4 separate regions of the Zea mays genome follow, and regions 1, 2 and 4 are each linked to region 3. Evidence: chromatin contacts called from public Hi-C data. All regions are on one chromosome and are shown on one strand. The core of a region is the stretch at or near the end of the contact, and the rest is flanking DNA. Distances in the headings are between cores, read along the strand shown. Region 1 holds the start of LOC100193276. Region 2 holds the start of LOC100278506. Region 3 holds the start of LOC100191328 (delta-12 fatty acid desaturaseFAD2). Region 4 holds the start of LOC100280772 (protein translocase/ protein transporter).

Evidence for each region. Hi-C and Micro-C count contacts between places; a contact is called where the count stands out from the background.
Region 1: a contact with region 3 is called in a Hi-C map of endosperm, with 3 times the contacts expected there. The contact joins the promoter of LOC100193276 here to the promoter of LOC100191328 in region 3. A contact is called at or near these places in 4 of 25 Hi-C or Micro-C datasets (bundle sheath, endosperm and leaf).
Region 2: a Hi-C map of bundle sheath shows a contact between it and region 3, with 4 times the contacts expected there. The contact joins the promoter of LOC100278506 here to the promoter of LOC100191328 in region 3. A contact is called at or near these places in 6 of 25 Hi-C or Micro-C datasets (bundle sheath, ear, endosperm and 1 more).
Region 4: a contact with region 3 is called in a Hi-C map of leaf mesophyll, with 1.8 times the contacts expected there. The contact joins the promoter of LOC100280772 here to the promoter of LOC100191328 in region 3. A contact is called at or near these places in 2 of 25 Hi-C or Micro-C datasets (leaf and leaf mesophyll).

Annotation. Positions count from the first base shown.
Region 1 is chr5:211,203,292-211,205,991 of Zm-B73-REFERENCE-NAM-5.0, forward strand. LOC100193276 reads left to right here and starts at 1,447. Exons shown (of 2, transcript NM_001352183.1): 1 at 1,447-1,887; 2 at 2,538-2,700. The coding sequence starts at 1,536.
Region 2 is chr5:210,872,514-210,875,213 of Zm-B73-REFERENCE-NAM-5.0, forward strand. It overlaps LOC100278506, which reads left to right and starts at 1,425. Exons shown (of 1, transcript NM_001151762.2): 1 at 1,425-2,521. The coding sequence starts at 1,650. The coding sequence ends at 2,225.
Region 3 is chr5:211,065,065-211,067,764 of Zm-B73-REFERENCE-NAM-5.0, forward strand. It overlaps LOC100191328 (delta-12 fatty acid desaturaseFAD2), which reads right to left and starts at 1,382. Exons shown (of 2, transcript NM_001136762.1): 1 at 1,248-1,382.
Region 4 is chr5:211,245,872-211,248,571 of Zm-B73-REFERENCE-NAM-5.0, forward strand. LOC100280772 (protein translocase/ protein transporter) reads left to right here and starts at 1,348. Exons shown (of 3, transcript NM_001153694.1): 1 at 1,348-1,458; 2 at 1,552-1,969. The coding sequence starts at 1,666.

The sequences.
Region 1 (2,700 bases), core at 197-2,696, 140 kb after region 3:
ATAACAGTGAAAACCGTAGAACCGTGAAAACTATTGTTTTATATAATAGATATGCATGGATATAAAGAATACATACTATACCATAGCCCAACATGTAGATTCACAGGTGTGAGAGCCACAACTGTTAACTAGTGCCTGACACCCAATGTTTTGCAGTGTGGACCCGTTTGCAGCTGTGTACAGACCACCCATGTTAGAGCAACTCCAATAGTTATGTATAATTATACTACCTAAATCTTAGATTTAGCAAGTCCTTAAATAATATAGGAAACAAAAAAATCATCTCCTCCAACAGTTCTCTATATATTACTTTCTAAATATGTTAAAATTTAACATGTCACCTATTTGAGTGGGACCATCATCGATGACATATTCAACTTGGTGAGTTGTGTTGACCTTTTGATTTATGGTTGCAATTATTTATTTGTTTATTTCCAACATGTGCACGTGCGGCTATTGTATCGGCAATTATTTAATCTCTAGATGACTATTGTTGTCCGACGCATGGGCTCTGTTAATATATCTTTACTACAAAGTGAAAAAGGCAGCGAAATACAAAAATTACCGTCATTTTTTTTAGGGAGTTGGTAAATGGTTGCTAAATATAGAGAGAAAATAAGGTTAGATGAGGAGTATCTAAATTTATGAAGTTTATTTAGAGAACTATTGGAGAGGAGATTTTAGATTAGTTACCTAAATTATTGATTTAAGGAGTCTTTCAGAGAACTATTAGAGTTGCTCTTAGGCTGGCCGCAGTCGGATACTGGAAAAGGAACGCTATCCATATCAAGTGATGTATGCAGTAAAAACTCAGTGCAGCGAGCCGCTCTATCGTCTACTCTAAAGCAGAGAGAGCACGTGAACGCTATTTTCAGGGTTCCTAGCCGTGCAACTGGACAGGCCAGAGGTGGGTCCCGAGGTGGGGCCGGAGGCGGGCAAGGGAGGCTGCTCAGGAGAGAGAAATAATAGAATATATGGTAGAAATAATATTATATATGATAATTGGTATAGGGTTGAGATATAGAGTAAACATGAGTGCGGAGGATTGTGGTATAGAGTAAAAAATTTTGCTGATCAGGACAGAATATTCTTTTTAGAGTAGAAATTTAGAGTAGTATGAGTGCGGATAGCCTTAGGCCTTAGCACGCTATCCTACGCTAAAAAGTTTTTAGTCCTGATGCAACCGAGGCCCTTATGTCGTTTGTTTTATGACAGGGTCCCAGGCCCGTATAGCTCGGCTGCGGGACTGCTTCAGATGCAGCGACGAGCCTGCCACTGGCCCTACATGGCCAGCCAGAACTTGGGTCCGCGGCTCCGCGCATCCATACATAAAAGAGGCCCAACATTCATACATAAACAGGCCCATGTAAATGCACTGACAACATGGGCTAGCGGCCCATACAACAATAACTGCGCCAACTACTCGCACCCACCAGAAACCTACCCGACCAGACCCGAACAAAGCAGAGCAGCGGACAGATCAAATCAGGACAGGCATGCTGAACTAGGCGAGGTGGACTGGGCGAGCGAGCGAGATGGAGTGGACGACGGTGGAGACGAGGGACGGCGCGAAGCTGAGCGTGCGGCTGTTCAAGCCCCCCGCGTCCGGAACGGGGTTGGAGCCGGAGCCGAGGGAGGATGTGGCGGTGGTGCTGGTGCATCCCTACACCATCCTCGGCGGCGTGCAGGGCCTGCTGCGGGGGATGGCGGAGGGCGTCGCGCGGCGGGGTTACACCGCCGTCACCTTCGACATGCGCGGCGCGGGCCGGTCCACGGGGCGGGCGTCGCTCACGGGCTCCACCGAAGTCGGGGACGTCGTCGCCGTCTGCCGATGGGTCGCAGAGAACATCAAGCCGCGCGGCATCCTCCTCGTCGGATCCTCAGCTGGTAGACTCCATTTTTTCGCCTCTCCCCAATGAGGCGAAACCCTGTCGCGACCCGTACCTTTTTTTTTCAGTTCATGAAGCGTGAAACCGTCGCACAGTCAGACTGCTGCGGTAATCAAGTCAAAATGATCGAACAGTTTCGCTTTTCTGAAGCTCTCTTTGGTCAAATTTAATTGTACAAATTACAATTCTCTCCGCAGTCATTCGGGCCTGTAAGCAAATAGTAGCTGTTGATGTATGTGTTGAATACAAATAGGAAGCTCAGACGTTTGTCCTCATGGAATTTCTGCGTTTCAGTCTGTACACTCCAAATTTGTATCTGTAATCAGCAGATGGGCATTGATATTTCATCTAGTTTTATTTAGGGACCTAAATTTCTGTCAGATATCCTTAAGAAAATATAGTGGCAAAAGGTTTATTGTTAAGTAATCTACACAGCTTTCAGCAAACCCTCCCAGAAATGCAAAGTAGTTTTGGATGTCTGCTTCCTGTATGGCTGCAATTGTCAGTGAGCTAGTTGAGGAAGATGAAGTTTGTTTAGTTTGCATCGAAGAATTAAGATGTGGTATTCTGCATACAAGTCTTCTCCTGTCTTTATGAAGCTGATGTGTTGTGTTTAGGCATGTATCTAACAATAATTCCTTGATGCAGGGGCACCAATTGCCGGATCTGCAGTTGATAAAGTGGATGAAGTGATTGGTTACGTTAGCATCGGGTACCCCTTTGGTCTGATGGCCTCAGTCCTATTCGGAAGGCATAATGATGCTATACTCAAGTCTGAAAAACCAAAGCTTTTCATCATGGGGACCAAAGA
Region 2 (2,700 bases), core at 175-2,674, 190 kb before region 3:
CCTGACTGCATTCTCTCGGCCAACATCTCTCGTAGGAAAACATCACCGCAAAAACGATGGTAGCCGCAGACATGAAGTGTAACCACCGTGCGGTATAACTTGTACTGTACGTTTTTATGTAGAGAGCTTGCAGTCTTGCACCACCCGGATGTGTTGTGAAGGTAGATTGGCTGTGGAGAAGCATTTGCTGAAAAAGCTCTACCTTAAAGCCTACTAGTCCGTACGATGCGGAGCCCAAACATGACAAAACGTTTCGGTAGCAGGCGGGGACAGACAAGTTTCATTGGCCCAGCGCCTCCTCCCCATGTTCTCATGTGGATCCTTCGGTGCGCCCGCAGCTGCCCAACTTTTTTTAAGTAAACGTTAATCAAATAAACAGATGCAGCTTCGGTTTATTCTTTTTCTCAACCTATCTCCGGCATATTATGCATATGATCACATAAAACACCGTTTCACAATGTAGCCTGCAATGTTGCAGGGTGAATTTTAAAATATGAGATGAGATGTGAGATAAGATGAATAGGCTGCTGGAGACAGCCTTATAACTGCATCCTTCAAAAAAAGAAAGATACATCCATGCCTCATTGTTTGTTCGTTTTAAAAGTGGATTGAAGAAGATTAGATACGATTAAATGTCTTTTAGTTAAAATTAAATAGAAAATGATTTAGTGCCACTCAATCCTCTATCCCCCCGCAAAGATGCAACCGAACAAGGTAGGTCTCGTGAAGAAGTGAAAAAAAACTCACCCGTCACCATTCCACTCTATAGAAGGACGCTACCTATCTTTATCTCTATATTTAAACTGTAATCTGCGAACAAACAGTGTTTTGCACGACGATAAGCTGTTCGATGCAGTCTAACAATTTAAAGCTCATGTTGTTTGAGATGATTTTCAAAATTGTGCCTGTACAGTAGTAATGGATGATTCATTTTTAGGAGAAAATTGAGCAGCAATGCTGAGATAAAAGCGCAGTTTTAAAAATCCCCCAAATAATCAGACAGAGGGCAGCTGTTGACATGAGTTGGTGGCATGAGCTGCTGAAGCTGAACCAACCTACACAGGACCGGACAGCACACCACTTGGTGGACGTCAAAAGCTGCTGCCAGGTGGCCGTATCGAGGCCTGCACCGCACCAGCAGCTGCCGCCACCCATCATTTTTGCCAACACGGCTCCAGTGTGTCTGAGCTGCCTGACTTGGAGGAGTCGCAGGAAGGCAAAAAAAAAAAAGGGGTTTTGGTAATTCATCATTCACGTCGCCTCGCGTTATAGCACGTTCTTGTGTTCACAAAAAAGCTACGAGGAACTTTCAACTGCACACCTCGTTGGTGTCCCCCTCATGCATGAATAAAGCCAGCCTGTCCAGGCGGAGGCAAGCTGCTGTGGCTGCGGCACAAACACCGCGCCAGCACAACGCATACGCATACCTCACCTTCCTTTCCTCCTCCCGTCCTCCATCAAAAGAAGGCAGGGAAAGATCTGATCTGGGGGGTGAGAGAGCAGGAGGAGAAAGCCAAGCCATTGCCCTCCCCTCTTGAAGGCTTGGAGCTTGGTTCTACATCCTCTTCTCTTCCCCTCCGTCTCTCTCTCTCTCTCTCTATTTGGTTTGCTTGCTTGCCTCTACTAGACTCTAGTCGTCGGGTCCGGCCATGGCCACCATCCTGGAGAACATCCAGAAGGCGAGGTTCCTGCCGACCAGGCCGCTCAAGGACGAGCTGCCCACCTTCCAGGGCGGCGGCAAGAGCAAGGAGGAGAGCCACCTCATGGGCCTGAGGAAGCGGCTGTCCAGCTTCTCCGGCAAGATCCAGCCCATCTCCTCCGCGTCGGCCGCCGAGTGGGCGTTCCGCCGCTCCAAGTCGGCGCCCTCCCTCGGCGCCGCCTTCGCCGCGGGGGGCGGCTCCCTGAGGCAGTGGTGGCAGTGGGGCGTCGGCTGGCTCCTGTCCAAGAAGCCCGGGTTCGCGGGCGACCTCGAGATGAACGAGGAGGAGGTCGCCGCGCTGGGCCGCCAGAGCAGGGGCACCTGGGCCCACATCCTGTTCAAGATGCGGTCCGGCGTCCGCCGCCTCGTCGCGTCCGCGCACTCGCTCCCCACCACGCACAAGCAGCAGTCCCTGCCGTCGTCGTCGGCCGCGGCGGCGCACAGCGTCCAGTGCAAGCCGGCGGCGTCGTTCGCCTACGCGCAGCGGCAGAGCTTCCACCACACCGGCCACGCCATGGCGCACTAGGCAGCGTCTCGCGGTTGCCGGTGCCGTCTGCGGCCGGTCTCCTCCAGATCCAGGGATGGAGAGCGCTGAGAGGCGCGGGAAGAAGAAGATTCAGGTTACAGGTGCGTGAGATCGACGGTGAAGATGTCGTTGAATTGATGATGAATGAAATGGAATGTAGGATTACCGTTCTGTGATCTGTGTAGATCTAGTGCCCCTGTAGAGGTGAACAAGTGTTATACTACATGCCCGTTCTTTCTTTATATTATTCTTTTGGGTTCGTTCTTTGGACGATGTAAATGTAAAATGTTTTGTTGATCTTGTACTGTTAAATAAAACTGATGCAAATTGTGCCCCTCGGTTCTTGAGTAGTCTCAGGCTCTCAGCCAGATCTGATGTGTCTTTTCATCGGCTGCCCTGCCCAGCGAACCTGTAACATTCTGCCAGCATGTATGGGTGTCGGTGCACGCGTTTCCTGGAAGCCTGTACTACTCCT
Region 3 (2,700 bases), core at 132-2,631:
ATCGTGTCGAAAAATATCTGTGCACCGGTGTTGCATGCCATCATGTGGGGCCTAGAATTCGGTGCCGGGCTTGCAGGCTGCGACCCCCGCGGCGTCTTGTACCGTTGCGCAGACACAGCTGCAGAGCCCTGACATGCCGCCGGCCCATGCCGAAGGTGAGGCGGAGTAGGTGAAATCTTTTTCTGTCTCGGTTTTTGACTGTACGTGGCCACGTGGGAGGAGACAGTCGCCACCGTCCAAAATCCCAAGGCATCGGACGGTAGCGCGTCGTTCATCACGATGCCGTTTTCTAGGTCAAGCAGACAAGACCCACGGAACGAGCTCCCCATCCCCGCTGCCGCCGCCGGCGGCGGCGGCTTCCTGCCCTCGACCTCGAGCGTGTGATGACTGGGATTGAAAGGAACGCGCTCTATTTTTTTCTATCCAAATTCCTAGAAAAGCATATACGGTTTCCCATCTGGACAAGTAGATATTTTTTTATGTGTGACCAAAGCAGAACGAGTTGCTTCCTAGACACAGCAATTGCTGGAGCTAAAAGGTCAGTCAATTCTTGGGTGCAATTGTCGCCAACTCCGTGCTTAGCTAATAGTACCAGTAAAAAAAATTAGAAGCTAGAACAACGGAGCAGTTGGCCATCATGGGGAGGGCGCAGGCGCAGCGATGGCTGTCATGGAGGGACCGAACGCCTAAAGAAAGAGGCTAGGCCTGTAAAGGTTGCAGCTTTTACCCACAAGATTGACGGGAGCTGCGAAAAGTTCGTGGCCAAAAGTGGCATGTCATGTTCCCGAAACGAGTGGGCAGGAGGGGGCAGAGATCATGGATCCATTGCACGGGCAAAATATCTGATCGGCACCACTCGCTGAATCCTACAGATCTGATGAGATGGGAAACAAGCGCGCTTTGCCAGGACTAATCTGGGCAAATCCACATCGGCAGCGCAAGGCCTCTGCGGATGCCCGCCGGTGAGATCGATGTCAAGCTCGACCGGCGGGGGCTACGGCGAGTTCGGCCGCATCCCATTACTTTCTCCCAGACCCAACGCTACGGATCGACGACACGAGCTCGGCCGGACCCGCCCCGCCGGCGACGGCCGGTCACGAGCCCGCTACGGCGAACTGTCACCCTGCTGCCGAGCTCAGCAACCCAAAACCGAAACTCCGGTCGATTCCTCATCAATCCATTCAGAACAATCTATGAAACACTGGCAGGGGGGATCATCCAGAATAGAGGAAGGCTAATGCGGGTACCTGAGACTGAGGAGGTCGTAACAGCTGCGTCGGGGCAGAGCAGATCGGGCGGACACCGCGCCTCACCTCTCTCTCCCCTTTTCTCCTGTCCCGGAGAGAAAAACGAGCGGTGGTGTCTGCAGGATTTGCAGGGAGGAGGAGGGAGCCTGGCCGCCTCCGATTCCGCCGGGGAGAGGCGCTATTTAAAAGCGGGCGCGGCCTCCCTGGCGCGTGGGCCCGAGGGGCAGATGGGACGCACTAACCACGTCGGCAACGGGAAATCTGGCCCCGTCCACGTGTATAACCCTGTTTGGCTACACCCCGGGAGGCGTGACCCAGATCGCGCGGCGCCGGCCGCGGGCCGTTCGTGGGCTCGTGGCTCACATCCAACGGACGGGGTCCCCTCGGGAAAACAGGGGGACATCGCCATATTTGAGTTCTCTTTTGAAACGATTGGTTCACAAAAGAAAACGCCGCTTGATTATCTTTATTTTTCATTCGAGATTTTATTTTAACTGGCAATAGTGTCCGCAACGAAACGTACACTCGTACAGCCTATCGAATTATTAACTAAGTAAATTGTGTGACTCGATGAACTATAAATTGTGTGACGTGCAGCCTATAAATAAATTTATTTTTTCACCATTCTAGTCACTTTTTATATTTTCCTGTTTGGATCTTTACCTCCTAAAATAACTAAACTTTATTTGCTTTTACTTTATAGCATGAAATCCAAACAGACCCTAGTCACCGGAAAATTTATCTATTTTGTCATTATTTAGAGGCGGGTGGTATATATAAGAAGTCATGTTAGTGACTCATGATTAAGGAATTTTTGTAAGTACGACGAAAAAAGCCCCCTAGTCACCCCACATATATCCAATTACCACTCATATATTAGAAATTTAAGCACAATATATATTCCACAATCGCATGGAAACTAGTCATATAATAATACTAGTCGTTATTCATGCATTGTCATGGTTTTTATATGTATCATATGACTATATGAGTAAACTTTGCTTTAATACGACACATGTGTGTGTTATATTGGTTAGATAGGTGTAAACGTGGAGCAACAATCAAGGTTCAAACCTCCATTTATATATAATTTTATTTTATTTTTGCATTAAGCAGGAAGGGTGACATGAGATGACCGTTGGAAGTGGTGCTTTATATAGAATAAGAATAGAGAAAGATATTTATAAGTTTAAACATTTTAAAAGTTGGTTATAATTTTAGTCTTCTATTTAAATGAACTAATGGGGTGTTTGAATGCACTAGAGCTAATAGTTAGTTGGCTAAAAAATTTATTAGTGAATTAGCTAGCTAACAAATAGATAACTAACTATTAGATAATTTGCTACGAATAGTTAATACATGAACTATTAGCTAGACTGTTTGGATGTCTTCATATATTTTTAGCAACTAACTATTAGCTCTAGTGCATTCAAACACCCCCTAAAACTAAAAA
Region 4 (2,700 bases), core at 98-2,597, 180 kb after region 3:
CTCCAACGAGACAACGACACATAGGTCAACTTTATTTCACAATACTCACATGTTCAGCTCGAGTCATAGTGATAGTACTCAGGCATGTTGGAAGGATCGTGATATTGTTCCAATCCGTCATAGTGATAGTGACAGGTCTATACAAAAGATATGAGATACATTAGCGAGAAAACAAAAACGACAGATAAATACTTATACACAAAGCAAAAAAAACATACATGTATGTGTGTTTGGTGTTTGTGTATTGCATGTGCACCTCACCAAGTGTTGGACTTTTCTCCTGATTAGCAAATCTTAGGAACACATAAAGAAGAACTGGAGCTAAAAGTTCTAGATTGGATCTTGTCCAGACGAATAGTTAGAGAAATGAAGCTACTTGATCTACGGATTCCATCTTGGATAGGAAATGAAACCAAAATTGACCACTAAATACCTAAACTTGACTTGAGATACGGGTTTCATCTTCATATATAGCATATAACAGTAAACAAGACTAATATGCCTAAATTGACCGCTAAATGTCTAAAGTGGAAGTCAATCTTAACATTAAATCCGGTTTTCCGGCAAAAAATGGTGGTTTACCGGTCTAAAATAACGGTTTACCGGTCCAAAAAACGGTTTACCGGCGGTTTTCAGGGTTTATGATTTTTTTAAAATTTTTTGAATTAGAACAAATTTTAAAAAACGGTGGTTATCTGAAACTGTATCAAGGCGGTTTCGATAAACCGACCGGTACCGAGCAGGGAGCTGGATTGAAGAACAAGAAGAACAAGAGAACAACATGAAGCTGGCAGGGTAGGTTTCGTAATTCAGGCTTGTTTGGATGCTGCCTGCCAGGCAATAGCCAGCTACCCATCCATGCAGGGTTCCGGATCCTGGTTCCTGACTCAGTCCAACGAAACTGTGCGTCTGGGGGTTGGGGTTGCTTGCCAGACAGAATCCGAGTACTTGAAGAAAACAGGCTAACTTCTGTTGTACATGGCTACATGCTGAACCCCCATCCAGATCAAAGATCTCTATATTAAAGATGCCTAATAGCTGCAACTTATAAATTGGAACCGAGTGAGTGATTAATTAATTAGTTGAATCTGGATGTACTTTTTTTAAAAAAAAATTGGATGTACATGTGCTAGTCTGCTACGTACTCGCTACTCTGCGTCTGAATTTCTAACGTGATCCTTTTGTAAGGCCCACGTAGACAGACCAGGCTTTTCCGCAGCAGCGAAGCAGCCCACGCGCAAAACAGGCCCGGAACCCGGCACCGACGCCGCCGCGACCGGGCTCCCCACTCCTACGGCGCTGCTCCTCTTCCTGTGTCTCTCTCGTCTCCCAACGACGCGATTGGCGATTCCATTTCTACCCCGAGACCTCCAGCCGTCCGCCCCTGAACCCTCAGCCTTCTCCGTCCCGCCTCGGCACTCGACGGCCGCCGGCACACACCGCGCAGTCTCGAGACAGGTAACCCGCTCCCCTCTCCGCTGAACTCCTCTCCCAACAAGGGGCCAGCCTCACCCCCAACGCCCATCTAAGCCAAGTGCACGGTGCTGCTAGATCCCGATCTCGTTCTGCCAACCGCCGAGGGAGGGTTGCGCTCGCCGGATCCCGCCCGAGTCACGTGCGGCTTTGATTCGCTGCACCTGTCGTGCAGGAACCGGAGGAACGAGGATGGAGGATGACTCGCCGCTGACGAAGACGATGAAGGGTGCGGTGACAGGACTCGCCGCGGGGACCATCTGGGGCACCGTCGTCGCCACCTGGTACGACGTGCCCCGTGTGGAGCGCCACGTCGCGCTCCCTGGCCTTATCCGGACGCTCAAGATGTGCGGCACCTACGGGGCCACCTTCGCCACCATCGGGGGCCTCTACATCGGCGTCGAGCAGCTCGTGCAGAGCCAGCGCAAGAAGCGCGACTTCGTCAACGGGGCCGTCGGCGCGTTCGTTGCCGGAGCCTCTGTCTGCGGCTACAGAGGTTAGAAACTCGAACCCTTTCTAACAAGGGAACAAATGCACCTGGGAAGCCTTGGCTTTAGTTTCTGGTCGCTTCTGATGCCCTAAATTTCTTACTTATTGATGATACTGGCATGCAGACATGTAGAGGTTAACTGGGAAGTGGGAATTGAGATTGTTACTCACTGCCATATATTTGACATGATGTGATGGTATAAGTCAGCTAGGTTATGGGTGATTGTTGGGTCTAATTAGTGAAGCTTGAGCTCAAATCATAAAGGAGTAGTTCTGGGTTTTGGGATCAAATTGATGCATAGTTTAGTTGTATCTTTTTCTGAGTCACTGGAAATGTTGTTTATTCATGTCACTGAATAGGCATAACCCTTGTAGCAATTAAAAGAAAGCTCTTGTACCATTGTACATTGCTTTGTCAATAGTCCCATGAACATAACGTCCATAGTTAACAGTTTTTTGTTAGCTTGCACATTGTGTCTGTAGATCAGTGCACACATTGTGTCGGTAAATTGCAAAGAGAAATATGTGATTTGAAATTATTACTCTTTGGGTGTCTGGAGCATTTTGGATTGGTTCACCCTAAATATGGATGACGGCATAGTTTGTGCTCCTATATCTAGTGACTTCTGGTGACTACACAGTAAGAGTTATTGTGTGGACAGATACGGGTCAAACAGTTGTTTCATAATATTCGCTCCATTGTCCAATTTGTGTTCCCTGGTTTAGAAATGATCGCAC